Linked DNA regions of Zea mays: regions 2 and 3 are each linked to region 1. The links are chromatin contacts, called in public Hi-C maps. All regions are on one chromosome and are shown on one strand. Each heading gives the region's core, a stretch centred on a gene start, on an enhancer-like site or on the middle of the called end of the contact. The rest is flanking DNA. Distances are from core to core; before and after follow the strand shown.

The links. Hi-C and Micro-C count contacts between places; a contact is called where the count stands out from the background.
Region 2: a Hi-C map of tassel shows a contact between it and region 1, with 2.5 times the contacts expected there. The contact joins the promoter of LOC103650710 here to the promoter of LOC542753 in region 1. A contact is called at or near these places in 3 of 25 Hi-C or Micro-C datasets (ear, endosperm and tassel).
Region 3: a Hi-C map of leaf shows a contact between it and region 1, with 3 times the contacts expected there. The contact joins the promoter of LOC100274736 here to the promoter of LOC542753 in region 1. A contact is called at or near these places in 5 of 25 Hi-C or Micro-C datasets (ear, endosperm, leaf and 2 more).

Annotation. Positions count from the first base shown.
Region 1 is chr3:149,214,828-149,217,667 of Zm-B73-REFERENCE-NAM-5.0, forward strand. LOC542753 (chloroplast srp54 receptor 1) reads left to right here and starts at 1,339. Exons shown (of 11, transcript NM_001112262.1): 1 at 1,339-1,639; 2 at 1,748-1,852; 3 at 1,958-2,031; 4 at 2,118-2,176. The coding sequence starts at 1,346. It overlaps LOC100284661 (CFM6), which reads right to left and starts at 412. Exons shown (of 5, transcript NM_001157556.3): 1 at 36-412.
Region 2 is chr3:148,699,516-148,702,215 of Zm-B73-REFERENCE-NAM-5.0, forward strand. It overlaps LOC103650710 (pentatricopeptide repeat-containing protein At2g26790, mitochondrial), which reads right to left and starts at 1,260. Exons shown (of 4, transcript XM_020550352.3): 1 at 910-1,260.
Region 3 is chr3:148,554,518-148,557,342 of Zm-B73-REFERENCE-NAM-5.0, forward strand. LOC100274736 reads right to left here and starts at 1,261. Exons shown (of 3, transcript NM_001374111.1): 1 at 925-1,261; 2 at 657-836; 3 at 1-531. The coding sequence starts at 1,092. It overlaps LOC103650707 (sporulation-specific protein 15), which reads right to left. Exons shown (of 11, transcript XM_008676274.3): 11 at 2,324-2,825. The coding sequence ends at 2,636.

The DNA of each region.
Region 1 (2,840 bases), core at 89-2,588:
ATGCCTGAAAGAGTTCATAGGAAAATGGCACACACCTCCACAGGTTCGGTCTTTTGCTCCTGGATCGAGCTATTGGGGGACAAGGCCTGCAGAGGAGAGGCGAGGGGCGGGCGGCCGAGCGGCTTCCGGATGGCCTGCAAGACTAAGCGCCTGGCCTTGCCGGGCGGCCGTTGCGCGGGCCACGGGCGGACGGCCGGCGGAGCCGTGCCCGCGCTGGAGCGACCGAGCGCAAGCCTGCGGGGGCGCTGCGCCGGCGCGGGGCTGCGGGAGCGGGGGCACGCCGGTGCGGGGCTGCGGGAGCAGGGACTACGCCGAGCGGCTGCGGCTGCCGAGCTGCGTCCTGCGGGGGCGGCCTGCGTGCTAGTGTTTGGGGCAGCTGAGCGCTGGTCGTGGGCCTGCTCTTCGCTGGGTCGACAAGGGCGAAGCCTAGGCACGTGCCCGGACTGGTCTGACTAATTATATATTTTTGGTGATTTTTATATAAAGAATAAAATGATACCGAACACGTCTAAATGATACAAATATTATTTGTTCATATTCGAATTTGATCTATTTAAAAGGGCTAAGTTTCAATCCATATCTGAGTCCAGATAATCAGCATCTGAATTCTTAAATTTAGATATTTAAGATGTCAATATATATTTAAATCTTATCCTACATAACTTATATTATGGATACCCGAAAAAAAATATAAAAATAAATATAAAACAAGTAATATCCGTACGTATCTGGTTCGATTCGATTACACCCCTTATGTCTCTCATGCTTGCTTCACGTCCCGTTCGAGCAGTGATCTTTCCTTTCACTAATCAGTGTTTTTAAATGTGAAATTAATCAGTTTCATGTTTAATAAATAAATAAATAAATAATGTATTATGATACTATAAATATTGTATAGAAAACTGAATAGAGAAAATGGTTGAAGATGAAGTGAAATGAGAAAAGAAGGGATATTAAAATATGAATAAAAGTGTGAATATGGATATTTTAAAAAGGGAACTGTTAGAGTTAGCCTTAGATATCCCCAATAATCTCTCACTTTATTTTAAACTACACTCTACCGTATACACGTTTTGGTAACACAACCCAAACAAAGCAAAAAGATTTGATGCGCGGTTTGTGTCACGGTGTGTCGGTGTGCCTCTTCGTGGGCCCCACATCCAAAAAAATTAGAGTCCCGTTCATTTTGAGCCCTCAAGGCCTCAAGTCCACATTGGAGCCCCGTTCGTTTTGGGCCCCCATGCCCAACGGAACGGGCAACGGGTCCTGTTTCCTCCCTGCCGAGAAGAAGAAACACAAGCGCGGTGCTATCCACCCATCAGCTCTCGTATCCGCAGCGCCCGGAATGGCGGCACCCTCCCACGTCCTCCCGTTCCTGTCCCCCGCCGGCGGGTGTGCCGCCTCCTCCGCCCGCGCCCACTCTGGCTACCGCGCTGGTCTCCTGCGCTGCTCGGCCGCGGCCGGCCAGGCGGGCTTCTTCACTCGCCTCGGTCGCCTCATAAAGGAGAAGGCCAAGAGCGACGTGGAGAAGCTCTTCTCCGGCTTCTCCAAGACCCGCGAGAACCTCTCTGTCGTCGACGAGCTCCTTACTTACTGGAACCTTGCCGACACCGACCGCGTCCTCGACGACCTCGAGGAGGTGCTCCTACCCACTACTGCCTCAGTTCTCCCTCTGACCCTCTCTGCTGCCTGCCCCATCTGTTCGGTTCTGATGATGCTCCTTGCCGATGCACACCCCGTCACACAGGCGCTGCTGGTCTCGGACTTCGGGCCCAAAATCTCATTCCGGATCGTCGACACGCTCCGCGAGGAGATCCGCGACGGCAAGCTCAAGTCTGGCGCCGAGATAAAGGTTAACTCGATCGGTCTCGGCTGCTGGTTTCAGTTGCACTGATCATTTTTCGTTGGTTTAGCCGTTTAGCGGCTTACATTTTACAGTGTTGATGGTCGATTGCAGGCCGCGCTGAAAAGGTGCATCCTGGAACTGCTGACGAGCAAGGGCGGCAACTCGGAGCTCAATCTCGGATTCAGGTTCTGCTCCCTCCTGCCTAGGAGAATCTTTTGTTGATTGAGGTTTGCGACTTGCGAGGTCTCATTGCGCTCTGTCCTTCTGCCAGGAAGCCGGCTGTCATCATGATCGTGGGAGTGAATGGCGGGGGAAAGACGACCTCGCTAGGTACACTGTCTGCTGCAATTGTTGATTGCGCTGTATTCAGTTAGATAAACTTTTGTCTGTGCAACTTGACCTGACACCGATTTTCAACTGGGTCCTATAACCTTAGAACTATGTGGCCCTAGTTTAAGTTAGGGATGGCAATGAGTATGAGTATGGGCAGATAACTACGTGTAATTATCTATTGGGCACGGGCACGGTGGAATTTGTTATCATGGATACTGGTATGGATATAACAAGTTATCCGCTGATAAATTTTTCACGGGCATGGTGGAATATGCAGTATACATAGCCATTACCTGATGGGTATCTGTCATGTGGGTATCCATACATTATCCATGGGTAAATTATATTGTTCTTCCATGAATATTGTTTATATTATTGTCCAATAAATTGATGTTGTTGGAATACTGAAATTGTTGTTTGATGTTGCTAGAATGATGAAATTGATGAATTGTGACAAAATTATTGTTTGGTGTTGAATGTTAAAATTATAGTGGGTGGACGGGTAACGAAATCCGACGGGTAGTGGATAACCGACGGGTACGGGTATGAGTACAAATCCATACCCACAAATATATATGGGTATGAGTATGAGTTTAGTTTTGTCTCACGGATATGGATTCACGAACCATATATCCGTGTACTACCCGGCATATTGTCATCC
Region 2 (2,700 bases), core at 10-2,509, 520 kb before region 1:
TAAATCAGGTCCTATTTTAGTTTTGAAGACTCAAATATAGGACTTCTTGTTGGAGATGCTCTCAGTCTTAATCTGCACGAGGACACTACAACACCGTGTTCTGCTACCAGTGCTACCTGATCAGACAGTAATAGTTCTAGAAATCATGCTATATCCAATTCTTTTAGAGTGGATATGTAGACAGTGGCCGGGTGTGCAAGCAATCAAGCAAGCGATACGTTTACAGGGAGCTTTTTGGAACGCCGGCATTCCCATGTCTGGGCTTCGTGAAGTAAGTACTCCCAACGAAGCATTTGGAATTCTGTTATTATAATAGGCTGCTCTTTGTATTTCTATTATCCTTGACGTTTTTAACCATGCTGGACAGTCATCTACCGCTGAACGGCCTGTCATCACACGTTTTGACTGAGCTGGCCCGTTCCCGTTCTTCTTCCAGAACGGATCAAGCTCACTTGCTCCTCGACGGCAATGGATCCGCCGTCGGACCCGAAGCCGATCATCCCCCTCGATGAGATCGTCAGCGACTTCGAGGGTGTGCTCGCGGCAGACTCTTGCCTCACTGCCCCAGCGCAAGGTGTGCCAACTCGAACTTCTCCCTCACCATTGCAGATGTGAACAACTCCTGGTTGGATTCACCGCTAGAGCCCGAGGTAATCCCAGTGTTCCCTCCCTTGTTCCCTCCCTTGTTCCCTCTTTAGCATTTGCACTTGGTAAATGAGTTGTATTTAATCAGTGAAAGTGATGACGAACTGCCATTGATTTGAAAACAACAGAAACAATACAATTCAACCAAATAAAATTGCTAACAAACATAGTTTGTTCACCACTTAAAACAATAAAGAACTGGCATCAAGATCCTATTTCAAATGACAAAGTAATTTTAGGATCGACGAAAAATGCATATCATACATCACGACGCAGAGGTCTAGGAGCTTTCTTGGCAGCCTCGGTGTTCGCCTTCTCAGCTTGAACAATCATCTCCAAAGCCGTCGCACTAGCAACGAAGGCGGCTTTGCGAGCAACGACCCTTGCACGCCTGGCTGCAGCGAGCAAATCGCTTAATCGTCCGCGACCACAGGACCTTTGCCCGACTCCATGACAACGGGGAAGAAGCCACAGGCGGCGAGGAATCAAATGGGGAGACGAGCAGAAGGGGAAGAAGGAAGAGCTCAGGTGGAACCCTAGCGTACCTCCGGTGTGGGACCTGGACTGTTTTGGAAGAAGAACGGGAATGGGGCTCCTACGGGGCAGCTCAGTCAAAAACTCAAAACGCGTGGTTATAAGGCTGTCTCCAGCAAGGTCCTCTAAATTTAATCCCTTAAGGTCTCGTTTATTTCCTTTCATTTCAAGAAATTGGAATCATACTAATGAAATAGGCTATTTTTTAGAATATGATATTCCACCACTTTCCAAAGTTATCATATAAGTCTATCTCAAATTCATGAGGTGAAAGATGAAAATTGATTCTATAAATTTACATGTTATTTTTCTGATGTACGACTTATAGCACACTCTTCTAATTGCTTCGCTATGACATAAATGTAGTATATAACTATCTCTCATATGATTTTGGATAATATACAAATATATTACATATATAAATATATGAACTTAATTAGTTTTGTCTAAATTATAATTATTAAAATGGAATTCAATTCCAACGAAACAAACGGGCCATAAAGGAAATTGCATTTGTCCTTTACAGCACTCTCTAAAAGATTCTGTACTCTATATCTTCTTCATCTTCAGCAATATCCCCTAAATTCCATCCTCTATATCAACAGTGTACTAATTTAACATTCTATATTATTTTTTACTACTCGTCACCACGTGAGCGTACAGACACAAAAAGGTGTACAGTGTGTAGAGCACCCTCTACAGATAGCGGACGCATGCCATCCTCTAAATTTTAGAGAACGCTTTAGAGTTCCTTGCTGAAGGGATAAAGGACCTGACCGTCCCCTACATTTAGAGTACAAGACCCTTTACAGTCTCCTGCTGGAGATAGCCTAAGCCTGCCGTTTGGTTTTCTGGGAAGGGATGCATGAAACAATTACTAGCTGGATCTTTTCTCCAAATTATATAAGTTTTGATTAGCCGGAACGATTCCAAACTTATTCCTGGACAAACGAACAAACCTAACAGTAGATGACTGTCCAGCACGGTTAAAAGTAGCAAGGATAATAAAAATACAAAGAGCAGCCTGTTATAATAACAAAATTTCAAATACTTCGTTGGGGTAGTTATTTTACGAAGCCCAGACATCCGAATACCGACGTTCCAAAAAGCTTGTTTACAGGACAGGGACGAGCGGATGGAGGAGTTGGGCGGCGGTGCAACGTGCTGTTCATTTTGAGAAAAAAAAGGAAAAAAAAGTCAGCCTAGCTGGCCGCTATTAGGCCGGCTGGCCGAGCAGACCAGCCAGCGGCAGCCAAAACCTACGCGCAGGCAAAGGACGGAGGTCAGACCGAGCAAGGAGTTGCCCAGGTAAAACTCGCGTGCGGAGTTGGGGGCGGGCGACGACGCTCCACTCCTCTCCGGTTCCCACGGAACTGACGCTGAAGCTTGCGCATCTCGCATGGATCCGTCCTTGGCGGCTGCCCTGGTCAGCTCCCTACATAAGGGAAGTGGATCCCCTTCTCCTGGACTCTACGGTTCCATCCAATCCACTGTTCCAGCGAGAAATCCTTCGATCTGCTC
Region 3 (2,825 bases), core at 11-2,510, 660 kb before region 1:
GGGCGCGGTTGCGGCGAGCCACGTGAGCGCGGGGCCGAGGGCGGCCGGCAGCATGGGCGAGGTGAGCAGGCCGAGGAGGAACCAGTTGAGGCCGAGCAGCGCGACGGCGCCGTCGTCCCCGGCCCGCCGGCGCAGCCGCGACACGCTGCGCATGGACACGGCCACGACGGCGAACAGCCCCGCCAGCAGCGGCAGGCACGGCGCGTCGGCCGACCACGCCACCGCGCCCACCGCCAGCGATATGCCGAGGCTGAACAGGCTGCGGCACCGCGCCACGGCCGTCGCCTGCAGGGCATCGTAGCTGTCCACCGGCGGTGGCTCCGACGCCGGGCCGCCGGCGGCATGATTGGCTGACTGGGCTGTCGTCGCCACCGCCGCGTCTTCCTCTCCCCGATCCCTCTTGGCCGCCGGCTTCAGCTTGTCGTCGGACTGGTGGGACGCCGCCTGCGCCTGCGCCGCGGGCTTGTCGTCCCACCTGGACTTGCCCTTGTGCTCGTTCAGCCGCACGTTCTCCTGCCTCAGCGCCTTGAGCTGAATGAAGAGCAGCAAATTAAGAGAGGGGGCCGGGATAGTGAGCGGTGGCAACTGGCAACGCCGCATGTCATGTACGTACGCATGAGCATGAGAACTCCTCTAGGTCTAGATGTACGACATACCTGGGCGTCGAGGACATGGATCCTGGCGAGGGCGTCCTCGTGCTCGTCCTCCACGTCGTCAAGGACCGCCTCCACGGCTTCCCGCTCCCGGAGCGCCGCCCGCAGCCTGTCCTCCAGCGCCGCGTTCTCCAACGCCAGGTCGTCCATCTGCGCCTGCATCTCCGCAACCAGCCACCCCAACTGTGGTGGAAAGGTTTGTCAGATTAATGAGCTGCTAGCACATATATATAGCAAAGGGCTAAAAGGAAAATAAAAGCTGGAGCCTCACCTTGCGCTCCCTCTCGACGGCGGTGAGCATGCGGAGCGGGAAGGCAAGGAAGGTGACCGCCCACGCCATGGCCTCGCAGCAGAGGAGCGCGGGGAGCTGGAGCAGACGACGGAGAGAGCGCGCGCAGGCGGCGAGCAAGAAGCAGCAGCAGCTCCAGGCCAGCTCCATCTATATGTCACTACTCCATGCCTGCCTGTGTCATGCTCTGCACTGCAACGCTAGCTAGTCTAGAGCATGGAAGGACGAAGAACAGACGATGCCAGCGGGATGGATTGGAACTGCAAGCCTGCCGTTTTGTTTCCTTCTTGAGCTACTCGTACGATCCACGATCCTACTCCTCACCTAGCTAGTAGCAAGAGTAGCAAGTAGTAGGTGATCTGGTGAGGAGATGAGGCCGGCCGGGCGACCGGATGGATGGATGAGTTCCAGATTTGGGACACGTGAGCTCCGGCAGGGCGGCACACGTGCACCTACCCCCTCGTGTCTTGCAGGCAAGCGTCGCGCTTCGCCACGAAGAATGCATTCATGCTTCGTCACCAACTATACATGCACCCATGCCTCTTTAATTTCTTGTTGCGATCCTATCCCCAGTTCCCTTTCTGGATATCGCCTCGCCGCTTCTTCCATCCTGGATGCATGTGGCGATGTGCACAACAAGCGTACGGTGCTGTGTCTTTTTTCCACTTCCGCCTCTCACTTTGTTTGTCTAGTCTTCAACCCACTTTTAGAGTAGCTTGGATAAATTAAAAAAAAAGTAAAAGCGGTATCGAAAGCTGCGCTGAATTCTCTCGTCTCTCAGATTGACTACGAAATTAATTTTTTTTAAGTTTATTTAGCTAAAAACAATGCGTATTACGGCTACAAATATTATATAATTTTTAAAACTAGACGTATAAAAGTCATATAACTCAGTTAAAACGTATAAAAATCAAATAACTCAATTAAAACGTAAATAAAAGTTAAATAGGAAAAAAAATGTTCGAAGAGGAGATGAAATAGGGAGGGAAAAAAAGGAGATATATTTAAAAATAAACAAATAATATGTAGATGAAGAGAGGATGGTTGGAATCATCCTAAAAGTGGTCTAAAACGTTGCATCACCCTATCCACCTCTCTTGTATATATAATAACCAACGTCTTTTTATTTATACACAAAATTTTAATTTTTTATATAATATATAATTTCTAAATCAACACATTCTTATAAAATAAATTATGATTAAACCTGTTAAGAAATCTATCTTACTAGGAAAAACAATTGTCTAGACACATGTTTTAATACAGCTTCTTATGTTAAGATCATATTTAAGCTTTTATAACTCACACACTAAAAGAATTTTGATAAAGCCATCTACTACAACCTGGTCTCTAGTAAAAACAGAATAAGGGGAGCGGTTAGTTGATCAACGATCTATACAAATAACTGCAAAATACAATCAGCAACGTGGATACACCCACTGCTTCAAAGACTGATGGTTGGTTTGTTGGCAAGGAACAATCAGATAACAAGGCTTGTTTCTTGTACAAGGTGCTGTGTTACATTTTATGCATATCACTCGCTCACTACAACTCTACAATCGATACAGCTGATATATATACACTACAAAATGTATCCCACTGCCGTCGCACAAGATTGTATACAAAGCCTGCAGCTGGCTGACACTTTTTTTTTCTTCTCTCGTTAGTTTTCTTCGCTTTGATTGGTGGTTCCCTATGATCTCCATGGTGTTCGGTTCTTCAGATTCATTTCGAGCTTCTGTCGCTCGCCCTCCACCTCGGCGAACTGCACGCTGAGCTCTGAATACCTGCCCTGCATCTCCTTTAGCTCGTTTTCTACCGCCATCTGCCTCCTCTTCAGCTCGATCGTATCTTGTATCACTTCATTGATGTCCCTGAAGCTT